Linked DNA regions of Sus scrofa: regions 2, 3 and 4 are each linked to region 1. Evidence: chromatin contacts called from public HiChIP or PLAC-seq data. All regions are on one chromosome and are shown on one strand. The core of a region is the stretch at or near the end of the contact, and the rest is flanking DNA. Distances in the headings are between cores, read along the strand shown. Region 1 has its middle 21 kb from the start of ZNRF2. Region 2 overlaps NOD1 (nucleotide binding oligomerization domain containing 1). Region 3 has its middle 69 kb from the start of NOD1. Region 4 has its middle 48 kb from the start of NOD1.

Region 1 (2,700 bases), core at 155-2,654:
CTGAGCAAGGCCAGGGATCGAACCCGCAAACTCTTAGTTCCTAGTCGGATTCGTTAACCACTGAGCCACGACGAGAACTCCATATATGATATCACTTATATCTGGATTCTAATATATGGCACAAATGAATCTTTGCACGGAAAAGAAGATCATGGACTTGGAGAATAGACTTGTGGTTGCCAGGAGGGATGGGGAGGGAGTGGGATGGACTGGGAACTTGGGGTTAATAGATGCAAACTCTTGCCTTTGGAATGGATAAGCAATGAGATCCTGCTGTATAGCACTGGGAACTATATCTAGTCACTTATGATGGAGCATGGTAATGTGACAAAAAAGAATGTATACGTGTGTGTGACTGGGTCACCTTGCTGTACAGTAGAAAATTGACAGAACACTGTAAACCAGCTATAATGGAAAACATTAAAAAAGAGAGAGAGAGAGAAAGAGAAGTGTCCAGACTAAGTAAATCCATAGAAACAGAAAGCAACTTAGTGTTTTCCAAAAGCAACCCAGTAGGAGGGGAAAGCAGAGCAATTGCTAATGAATAGAGGGTTTGGGGGGATGAAATGTTCCAGAACTATGTAGTGGTGATGGTTACACGACCCTGGGAATATACTCCAAACCACTTTTAAGGATATCTTAAAAGGGCAAATTTTATGTTTGTGAATCATATCTCGATTTTTAAGAAGACTTCATTAATATCTTCAGGCTCTTGACCTCACAATTTCCTTCCAGTTTACCTTAACTCTGGGTCTCACCGCCTTCCCTGTACAGATGGGCTATCTGTGCCTTTGCAGATAGTGTTTTTTCTGTCTGAAATAACCTCCCTTTCTCCACCTTGTTTGCAGAGCTAACTCCTACCATCCTTCTAAATCGCAGCCACCACTTCCTTCGGAAAGCCTTCCTGAACTCTCCAGAATTCATCACTTCCTCCTCTGTGGCATCTCCATCCCTCGTACACACTTTCAGTATTTATCACACAGCTTTCATTTCTTTGTCTCTGTCTCCCCCACTACAATGAGCTCTCCGGGTGTACAAATTGTGTCTTAAAGAGTGTTGCCTCCTCAGAGCCTAGAACCATTAGTTGCAATTCTACATTCTATGTCTGTTGAATTGTAGCTGAAGTTACAACTCTTTATTTCCTGAGTTTCCCCCAAGGACTTCAAAAGAACTAAAATATCTTAGAACCAAATCTCACTTTTCTGCCACACAAACATGATCTTGCTAAGGGACTCTTCTTCCTGGCAGGGCTGGCTCTTGTCCTGTGCCAGCAGGCATAGACCTCACGGGTGAAGCTTCTTCAGTAAGGGCAGTGACCAAAGAAAAATTAATTGCTGCCTTCCCTTTGTGCTTATGTGATCCATTAGAAGGTACGTTCAGAAAGAACACGTGACACTAGATGACTCTGCAGAGATGCTGCTACCACTTCTTCTATTGTCCAACTACCCACATCAGGACAGTTTGTGTACTGCACAGAAAAGATTAATTCTTGTCAAAATAAATGAGGGAAGAGAATGTGCTAACAGGGCTGCATCCAAGATATGACCTTGTTTGTCTGAGACTTCCTCACAGAGATGAAAATAGGGCAAATCTTAAAGCAATGCCTCACTAGGAAGTAGCAGGCCTCCTGAGACTGTACAGGGAAAGACAAGTGTCACAGACCCTTTATGTCTGCTGAGCCCACGCCGTTCCCCCCAGCCATTTTGACCATTAAAGTACCTAGAATGCTTTGAACTTCTCAGCAAACATACAGCTTACACAGCCTTGGAAATATACCTAAAAGTGGATATTGAGGATAGAGAGAACAGATTTCAGGGTTTTTTTTTTTTAGTTTGGTTGTTTGGTTTTTTTCTTTTCTTTTTTAGGAACGCACCCATGGCATATGGAAGTTCCCAGGCTAGGGGTCGAATCAGAGCTACAACTGCTAGCCTATACCACAGCCACAGCAATGCAGGATCCAAGCCAAATCTGTAACCTATGCTGCAGCTCACGGCAACTCTGGATCCTTAACCCACGGAGTGAGGCTGGGGATCGAACCTGCATCCTCATGGTTCCTAGTTGGGTTCATTAACCACTGAGCCACAAAGGGAACTCCACAGGTTTCAGTTTTGAATGGGGGAAAGTCACAGACTCTATGGAAGGTTAGTAAAAGAACCTCTGATGAATAGATTTGTATGAGGTGGTAGTAGAGTGTGTGCGTGTGTGTGTGCGTGTGAACTTACACATGTGAGGAATCTTATTTCTTTTGTAAATTAAGTTTTTCAGTGCTTTTTGGTCTTTAGCGTTTTTTAAATAAGCATAAAGGGATAAATCAAATCACCTAAAAAACTACCACTCAGATGCAACTACTGTTAACATCTCAACACATTTATTTCTAGTCTTCCTTCCATTAATTTTTCTTTCTATAATTGAAACCTTAAATGTCTCTGGATAGCTGGATTTGTTGCCCTTTTTGCTTCTTTTTTCCACTTTTGCTTGCAAGGATAGAAGATTTGCTAAGGTTACCTTAAGTAGTTTCCATTAGATAATGGAAGTTTATTCAGGTCTGCCATCATGAGACCCCAGAAAAGAACAGACGGTCCCGTGGTGTCTAGAAGGTCCCTCTGAAACTTTGGGTCACTCAGGGCCCCGAAGCCACAGCTTTAGCAACCAGGTTACTCAGTCCCCTTTCATTTATTAACCCTATATGCTTGCGACAGA
Region 2 (2,836 bases), core at 248-2,747, 180 kb before region 1:
GATCAGGCTTCTGAACGTGCCTCCTGACCTTGGCTTGCGGCAGGACCGTGCTTTCCAGAACACCTCTCATCCCTCCCTGGGGCCGAACGGCTGCTGGGAGCCCAGCCCTCCGCAGGCCTTCCTTTCTGGCTGCTGCGAACCGGGATCCCCTGCCGGTGACATGCCTGGGGCGGTCGTGAGCTCAGGCTCCGCCGGGCTGCTTTCCGAGCATTCGGGGGTGAGCCTCGGCCTCGAACTGTGCAGCTGGCCCACTTGCCTTCTGCTCGGGAGGCTTCGCTCTCCTCTCCCTCCTCCGGGGCTGGCATAGGGGTTGCTCTCCAGGCCGCAGCTCCAGGGACGGAGCAAACACACCTGCCCGCGGAGTGGCAGTCAAACCATGGCCACGAGCAGAACACAAGGGATTCGCGTGAGATAATCTGCAGTCTTGCCTCTGCTCGCAGGATGTGGGGCAACCAAATCGGCGACGAAGGGGCGAAGGCCTTCGCAGAGGCTCTGAGGAACCACCCCAGCCTGACCAACCTGAGGTAGTAGCCGCCTTCTGACACCTGCCGTCTCCAGGGCCAGCCTGCTTACCCCGCATCCCTCTTATTCTCCCAGGGCAGGAGCCAAGGGGAAGAGGGGGGCTGGCATGCCTAACGCGGGACGTACTTGTGTGTCGTTTTTCCTTTTCTTTTAAAAAATATTTTTATTGACATAAACTATCAAGCATATTTTGCTTTTATGCTTAAATTGTCAGCTCCGTGGCATGACACGTGCACATACCAATCAGATCAAGACATGGGATACTGGGAGTTCCCCTTGTGGCTCAGTGGCAATGAACCTCACTAACATCCATGAGGAAGAGTTCAATCCCTGGCCTCGCTCAGTGGATTGGGGATCTGGCATTGCCAAGGCTGTGGTGCAGGCTGGCGGCTACAGCTCCACTTCGACTCCCTAGCCTGGGCCCTTCCATATGCCCTGTGGGTACAGCCCGAAAAAGACAAAAGAAAAAAAAGACACAGGATATTGCCACCCCCCTTGGCAGTCTCCTGGCACCCCTTGAGGGCCAGGGAGGAATCCTGGGGTCCAGACAAAACTGAAAAGGACACTGGGCAGCAGATTCCTGCCCCTTCGTCATTCTCAGGATGGTGCTGGTACAAGAGGGGACCCACCCCTTCTGTAAACAGACCTGGTCCTCCCCGGCCCTCCTTTAGGCCTCTGGCCAAATCTCTGCAACTTGGGTGTCTCCCGATTGCCCGCACCCTTCCTGCCACCGCCAGAGAGTCTAGTGGTGGAGACAGTGGCAGAGTTCCTTCCCTAGGAGAACAGAGGGCACTTCCCCAAGCTTCATGGGCGGGCGCCTGTGAGAGGTCAGCCCTCCCAGGCGGAGCTCACCAGGCTGCCTCAGCCCACAGTCGGCACTGTGACCCCATCGCGCCGATGTTCCCTTTCCTGTCTGGCCTCTCTGTGGGCATCGGCGCCTGTCCTCCTGCTCTGAGCCTGCGCTCTGCAGTGACAAAGCCTATGCTGCTGCTGGCGAGGCTGAGCACTTCTGCTTCCTGCCTCAAGTCCGCCCGGGCAGGGGCCTCCTCCAGGCAGTCTTCCCGGCTGTTTGCATTGCTGAAACCAAACCCACATGTAGACGTGTTTGGTGGTGGGTGGTGTTTTTAAATTTTTAAATTGAAGTATAGTTGATTTACAAAACAGAAAGAGACCCACAGACATAGAAAACAAACCTGGGGGGAGGAATAAATTTGAAGGTCGGGATTAAGAAATACACACTGTTATATATAAAACAGAAAACCAACAAGGACCTACCGTATAGCACAGGGAACTATAGTCTATTTTGTAACAACCTATAAGGGAAAAGAATCTGAACAAGAATGTGTGTGTGTGTAACTGAATCCCTGTGCTATACACCCAAAAATAGACACTTTTTTTTTTTTTTTTTGTCTTTTTGCTTTTTCTAGGGCCGCACCCACGGCATATGGAGGTTCCCAGGCTAGGGGTTGAATCGGATCTGTAGCCACCGGCCTACACCACAGCCACAGCAACGCGGGATCCAAGCCGCGTCTGCAACCTACACCACAGCTCACGGCAACACTGGATCCTTAACCCACTGAGCAAGGCCAGGGATCGAACCTGCAACCTCATGGTTCCTAGTCGGATTCGTTAACCACTGTGCCATGACGGGAACTCCCCCAAAACTAGACATGTTTTTAATAACCTCCTGCAAACATTTTTCTGTCCTAGTCTTGCATTCAACGGCATCTCTACAGAAGGAGGAAAGAGCCTCGCACAGGCCCTGCAGCAGAATGCGTCTCTGAGAATATTCTGGTAACGATGAGAGTCATTTTGAAAGGTTGGGTCTTGGGGATTTTCCCAAAGGCTGTGCACAGCCTGGAATCTTAAAGGCTGGTCTGTCCATTGAAAAGGCTCCAGGCCATCCCTCAAAGGAAGGGTTATCATTTAAATTCCTCCCAGAGAAGATAATAGCTGTTCTCAGAAGCACAAACAGGGACAGAAGGGGTGGGGGAGGAGGCCCCAGGAGCATGAGTTTGAGGCGGTCCCCTTCTTCGCCGCCCTAGGCCTCAGGAAAACCAGGGGACTAGCCCTTCTAACCATCAGGGTATTATAAGAGCATCCTCAGTTGTGCCTTTGGAGTCCAGCTTCCATCCATGCGCGTGTCTCGCCGTTTCCCTCCTCCTTCCTCGGGAGGGAGCTGCCTTCCTCCCCAGGCAGCCCCCACTTTCCCCAGGGAGCCACCTCCCGATTTGGCCTTGATGCTCCAGCTCATCTGTCACCTGTCACAGGAAGCCGGCCGTTTTCTCTCCTTCTCTATACTCCCGGGCCACTA
Region 3 (2,920 bases), core at 182-2,681, 140 kb before region 1:
CTCCAGTACTTTTTTTTTTTTTTTGTCTTTTTGCCATTTCTTGGGCCGCTCCCACGGCATATGGAGGGTCCCAGGCTAGGGGTCGAATCGGAGTTGTAGCCGCCAAGCCTACGCAGGGGCCACAGCAACGCCGGATCCGAGCCGCGTCTGCAACCTACACCACAGCTCACGGCAACGCCGGATCATTAACCCACTGAGCAAGGGCAGGGATCGAACCCACAACCTCATGGTTCCTAGTTGGATTCGTTAGCCACTGCGCCAAGATGGCAACTCCTAAACATTTTTTTTTTTTTTTTTTTTTGGTCTCTTTGCCATTTCTTGGGCCTCTCCCACGGCATATGGAGGTCCCCAGGCTAGGGGTTCAATCGGAGCTATAGTCGCCGGCCTACACCAGAGCCACAGCAATGCGGGATCTGAGCCGCGTCTGCAACCTACACCACAGCTCACGGCAACACTGGATCTTTAACCCACTGAGCAAGGCCAGGGATTGAACCCACAACCTCATGGTTCCCAGTTGGGTTCCTTAACCACTGAGCCACAATGGGAACTCCCTTACAAACATTTCTTGCAGGTAGATTCTTCTCACTATGTTTTGTGTTTCTATTTTGTTTCCTTGTCAGCTCTTCTTTATTTTTGCCCTTCCCAATTTGAGAATAAAACTTCCAATGTGCCTTTCTTTTTTTTTTTTTTGGTATCCTGCAATGGCTACAAGGTAATCTGTGATTTGCTTCTTCACCTTATAAAAGGAGGAAAAATAGAAACAAATGAACCTATTTGACATGTGAATTTTAACAAACTTAAAACTGTTTTGAGAGCTCTTTTTGAATTTTCAAAACTTAGGCTAAAAGAACAAAAACTAGAGATCCTGTCATGGCGCCACAGAAATGAACCCCACTAGGAACCATGAAGTTGCAGGTTTGATCCCTGGCCTCCATTGGTGGGTTAAGGATCCAGTGTTGCTGTGAGCTACAGTGTGGGTCACAGACGTGGCTTGGATCCTGCCCTGTATGGCTGTGGTGTGGGCTGACAGCTGCAGCTCCGATTCGACCCCTAGCCTGAGAACATCATATGTGGCAAGCACAGCCTTAAAATGCAAAAAAAAAAAAAAAAAAAAAGGAAAGAAAAAAAAAAAACCTGACAAAACGTAGGAGAAATTTGAAAAAGTGTTACCTACTATAGGAAAAACTACCTTTGAGTCTGACGAAACAGACCTTTCCAGGAGCTCTTGAGTGTCAGAAGTCCTCTGGGCAGATGATGTTCAGGTGAAGGCTGGAACCGAAAGCCCTCGTGCCGCAGAGGTGATGACAAGCAGAGTGAATTAGGCAAAATTAGTTTCCTGACAGCTTGGATTTTCTTCTTCCTTCTTTCCTGCTAATTTTGTTAGCGGACTCTGGTGCCCCCTAGCCAGTACCTAAGGCTGCACAGAATGTTTCCACAATCCTCACTGTTGTATTTTCACTTCCACCTTCTCTGTAAGAAAAGGCAAAACCCCTCATGGTGGTGTTTTATGGTTTGTTTTCTTTTCCCAGTCAGTTACTTCTCTAAATCTAATTGACTGCTAGATTATTTTCATTCCCAACCTGACCTCCCTGGTAAAAACTTAAAGTGACAGCTGTTACACAATTTATATACTTCAGGTGGCAGGTCTCTTAGCATATTTGAATTTTCCTCCCATTTATTAACCCCAACTCTTGGGTCTTAACAAAAATTGGAATCTGACCTCAAGCCAACAAAATTCGTTTGCTGAGATCATTCTAGTACAGACATCACAGGTTCATTAGGAGTGGGAACAGGGGCTATCCATGTGGCAATGGCCAGTCTGTTGTCTTCAGAGACTCTTCAGCCGGATTTGGAAGCATTCTTTGCCTTCACTCAGGGAATCTGCCAGCCTCAAGGGACAAGCAGTTGGTTCAAGTCTAATGTGATAAATGTTATTTATATTCCCAATACAGTCTAACCCCCATCGTTGTTTTCAACCAATGTATCAGTGTGTGAGATACTGCTACAGCAGAGCACAGAGGAAATTGTGCAGCACTCTATATCAACTCAGAAAATAAAAGAGGAAGGAACACTTTGCAACACTTCCATTACCCTGATACCAAAATCAAAGCTACTGCAGGAAAAGAAAACTATAGACTAATAACCCTCTTGGACATAGATGCAAAAAAGAAAAAAAAAAATCCTTAACTACTATGAGCAAATTGAATCCAGAAATATATGAAAGTTTGGTTCAACATTCAAAAAATCAGTGAAATCTACCATGTCAGCAAATAAAAGAGAAAAAAACCCTTACAATCATTTCAATAGACAGAGAAAAAGCATTTGACAAAATTCAATATCCATTCATGATAAACTGTCTTAGGAAAAAGGAACACAAGGAGCATTCTCGATTTTATAAAGGGCCATCTACACAAAAGTCTACAGTTAACAAACCTGAATAGTGAGACTGAAGGCTTTCCCTGTAAGTTCAAGAACAAGTGAGGTTCTCTGCCTTTGGCACTTCCACTTACCTCATCCTGGAGAGCCCAGGCAGCGTAATAAGAGGCAAGGAAGCGGGGGAGAGGGACTAGAGAAACAAAAATGCTTTGGGGAACAAAAGAATAAAGTGGGAGATCTCAAACTACCTCATTTCAAGACTTACTACAAAGCACAAAGCTACAGTAATCAAGACAATATAGCACTGGGGAAGGAAAGAAATAGAGGCAGAATAGACAATCCAGAAATGAACTCACACATATACGGATAACTGATTTTTTTTGGCCATGCCTGAGGCATGCAGAAGCTCCTGGGCCAGGGGTCCAACCCAAGCCACAGCAGTAACAACACCCAAGCCTTAACCTCTAGGCCACCAGGGAATTCCTGATTTTCGACACAATATAATCTGAGTAAGAACAGTCTTTTTAACAAGTGGTGCTAGAAT
Region 4 (2,700 bases), core at 188-2,687, 160 kb before region 1:
AGTTGAAAATTGGGGGAGGGGCTACGAAGGAATTTCGTGAACTTGGGACATGACTGTTTCTTTCCACGGGACACATGGGTTGATTTGAGGACAGAAATTACAGCTCCCATTTTTCAGACCTACATTTATGGCACGTCCATGCTGACTGGGAACTTAGGAGCGGTGTCAAGTCACTGTGGGGCTTTGGGCCACGTCCTGAGAAGTGGGGATCCCAGAGTACCGGCTCGTGGGGCTGTTGTGAGGATTAAATGAGCCGATACATGGAAAGCGGTTAGCACAGTGCCTGGCGCAGGGTTGATGCCCCACATGTGATGTGATGGCATAAAACCATTTCTCACCCGCAGGTGTCCTCTTCTCACTCTGAGACTTAGAGAACTTCCCAAAAAGGTCAAAGATGGGACGGACTGAAAGTTCTCAAAGCTCAGGTCTAAAAACATTCAGCATCAAGCCTCCTGCACTACCCTAGCTTCCTCAGGGAAAAGCATAGCTGTTAGTTGTCACCATTCCTGCCGAAGGGCCCCACCATCGAAGTGTCACTCACTGGATCGAGGGAGGTGCCTTCCTATCTTCACAGTAAGAACAGAGAGGACGCTGGCACCACGGCCCAGAGCCGGGCCCTCCAGCTTCTGACAGGTGTCCCTTTCAGGTCCCCAGCTCAGAAGGCGCATTTGGCTCCGCGGTGTTGGTCCTTTTCCAGGTGTGACACACGTCTGCTTCCAGTAACTAATTGCTCATTTACAGGAAAACAACCAAACCAAACCCTTGCTCTGGAGCTGAAAGGCAAAACGGTGACCATTATCCCAGGCTCCTAGACAGGAATTTTAATGAAAATGGAATTAGCTGGTAAGGAAACCAAAGCTCAGGTTACCACACGGGGGGCGGGGGTGGGGGTGGGGGGGAGAAGTTGAGGGGGGGGTCCCTTCCCAGCCTGATGCTCACAGCCGTCAACCTAAGGTAACTGCACCCAAGACCAGCTGAAAACTTTTAGAAGCACAAACCCCTGAGAAGTTTATAGGTCCCCAGTGTTCTGTAATATTTTTTAAAAGATTTGAAATAAAAATAAGTTACAAAATAAGTTCAAGGGTGTTCCGTTTCTGATTTTTCCCACAACTCCTCGGGTGCTTTTATGAGCAAATAACATATCAAAATACCTCCAGCTTTTTTTCCCTTTGTCTCTGTCATCGTATTTTGCTTTTGCTATCAAAGCAGTATCCATATTAGAGACCATTTTAAATAATGCTTATGACCCAAAGCTAACACAGCTACTTTAATTTCTGCATGTCATCTTCCCATGTTTTGCCTACTTTGAGACTTTTTATTGTAAAATACACAATTTACCACCCTAATGTTTAAGGGGACAGTTCAGTGGTATAAACACGACCATATGTTGTGTAACCATCACCAACACCCACTTCCAGAATTAGTCTTCCTGTCAAACCAAAACTCTATACTCTGTGAGTAATAGTTCCCCATTTTCCCTTCCCCTGAGCCCCTGGAAACTACCTACTTTCTGCCTCTGATTTTGACTATTCTAGGTCCCTCATACGAGTAGAGCCATACAGTATTTGTCTTTTTGAGCCTGGCTTATTTCATTTACCATAATATCCTTAAGGTTTGTCCATGTCAGAATTTCCTTTTTTAAGGCTGACCATTTTGAGACTTTTTTTTTTTTTTTGGTCTTTTGTCTTTGTGTCTTTACAGGGTCGCATCTGCGGCATATAGGAGATTCCCAGGCTAGGGGTCTAATTGGAGCTGTAGCTGCCAGCCTACACCACAGCCACAGCAACGCCAGATCCGAGCCATGTCTATGACCTACACCACAGCTCACAGCAACACCAGATCCTTAACCCACTGAGTGAGGCCAGGGATCGAACCTGCAACCTCATGGTTCCTAGTCGGATTCATTTCCCCTGCGCCATGACGGGAACTCCTGAGACATCTTTTCACATAGTTATAAACACAGTGTACGTTTGCCGTTTCTTTCAAATATTTTCCCACATTATAATCTATCATCTGTATTCTATTTGATCATTTGCTTAGTTATGTTCCAAGAGCCAGACATTCTGGTTTCCAGATTGGCTGTGGTGGTCGTGGTGATTATTAGAGACAAGTCTATGGAAGTAAAAATGTCTTTAGGATGATTCCTTTGGAGTGAGATTGGCAAGTCAAGTGAATTTTTCTTTCTTTCTCAATCTATGTGAACCCATCCAGTTTAGGAGCCTCAGAAGTGGCTTAGAAGTAGGTGGAAGTTGGAGACCAATGTCATGTCTCCTTTGAAAGGGGATGAGACTCCCTGCCCTGGACTCTCACCCTGGACAGTCCAGGCACTGCCCGCACATGCAGATGTGTTACAGCCACACATGGGCACTGGAAACAACCACAGCTGCTGGGAAGAATGAGTAACCCATAAATCGGCAGCTGTTTTCAAGCAGCATCGTGCACGATGACCATGTGCGACTGGATAGGTGCATCTTCAAAATCAGTTTTCCTTGATCTTAAATACTTCTATGTGTGCATGTATCTCCACTTTGCCTGAACAAGTCAGTCTGACTGGACCCGTGAGCACTGGGTCAAATGGAAACTAATTCGTCCCCCAACTACCCTATGAAGTAGGGGTTACTTCCTGAGTGAGGAAACTGAGCATTTGGGCAGATAGGATATGCAGCTTGTCTTACTACTGAGGTTGTGCATAAAAATAGG

Evidence for each region. HiChIP or PLAC-seq counts read pairs in DNA pulled down with a chosen protein or histone mark.
Region 2: an H3K27ac HiChIP or PLAC-seq map of alveolar macrophages shows a contact between it and region 1. The contact joins two enhancer-like sites. A contact is called at or near these places in 2 of 47 Hi-C or Micro-C datasets (omental adipose tissue and subcutaneous adipose tissue) and 1 of 2 datasets of contacts at active chromatin or transcription factors (alveolar macrophages).
Region 3: an H3K27ac HiChIP or PLAC-seq map of alveolar macrophages shows a contact between it and region 1. The contact joins two enhancer-like sites. A contact is called at or near these places in 2 of 47 Hi-C or Micro-C datasets (both in embryonic fibroblasts) and 1 of 2 datasets of contacts at active chromatin or transcription factors (alveolar macrophages).
Region 4: an H3K27ac HiChIP or PLAC-seq map of alveolar macrophages shows a contact between it and region 1. The contact joins two enhancer-like sites. A contact is called at or near these places in 1 of 5 promoter capture datasets (liver), 18 of 47 Hi-C or Micro-C datasets (alveolar macrophages, blood, brain and 9 more) and 1 of 2 datasets of contacts at active chromatin or transcription factors (alveolar macrophages).

The regions. Positions count from the first base shown.
Region 1 is chr18:42,672,032-42,674,731 of Sscrofa11.1, forward strand. No RefSeq gene overlaps it. Among named protein-coding and RNA genes, the nearest start is that of ZNRF2, 21 kb to the left of the region's middle. Within about 2 kb of position 1,405, at least 8 of the 83 cell types and tissues checked have an H3K27ac peak or open chromatin away from gene starts, as enhancers often do. A contact at or near this core is called in alveolar macrophages and retroperitoneal adipose tissue, where this site is marked.
Region 2 is chr18:42,487,589-42,490,424 of Sscrofa11.1, forward strand. It overlaps NOD1 (nucleotide binding oligomerization domain containing 1), which reads left to right. Exons shown (of 14, transcript NM_001114277.1): 10 at 441-524; 11 at 2,233-2,316. Among named protein-coding and RNA genes, the nearest start is that of NOD1, 24 kb to the left of the region's middle. Within about 2 kb of position 1,498, at least 12 of the 83 cell types and tissues checked have an H3K27ac peak or open chromatin away from gene starts, as enhancers often do. A contact at or near this core is called in alveolar macrophages, where this site is marked.
Region 3 is chr18:42,532,285-42,535,204 of Sscrofa11.1, forward strand. No RefSeq gene overlaps it. Among named protein-coding and RNA genes, the nearest start is that of NOD1, 69 kb to the left of the region's middle. Within about 2 kb of position 1,432, at least 3 of the 83 cell types and tissues checked have an H3K27ac peak or open chromatin away from gene starts, as enhancers often do. A contact at or near this core is called in alveolar macrophages, where this site is marked.
Region 4 is chr18:42,511,199-42,513,898 of Sscrofa11.1, forward strand. No RefSeq gene overlaps it. Among named protein-coding and RNA genes, the nearest start is that of NOD1, 48 kb to the left of the region's middle. Within about 2 kb of position 1,438, at least 5 of the 83 cell types and tissues checked have an H3K27ac peak or open chromatin away from gene starts, as enhancers often do. A contact at or near this core is called in alveolar macrophages and retroperitoneal adipose tissue, where this site is marked.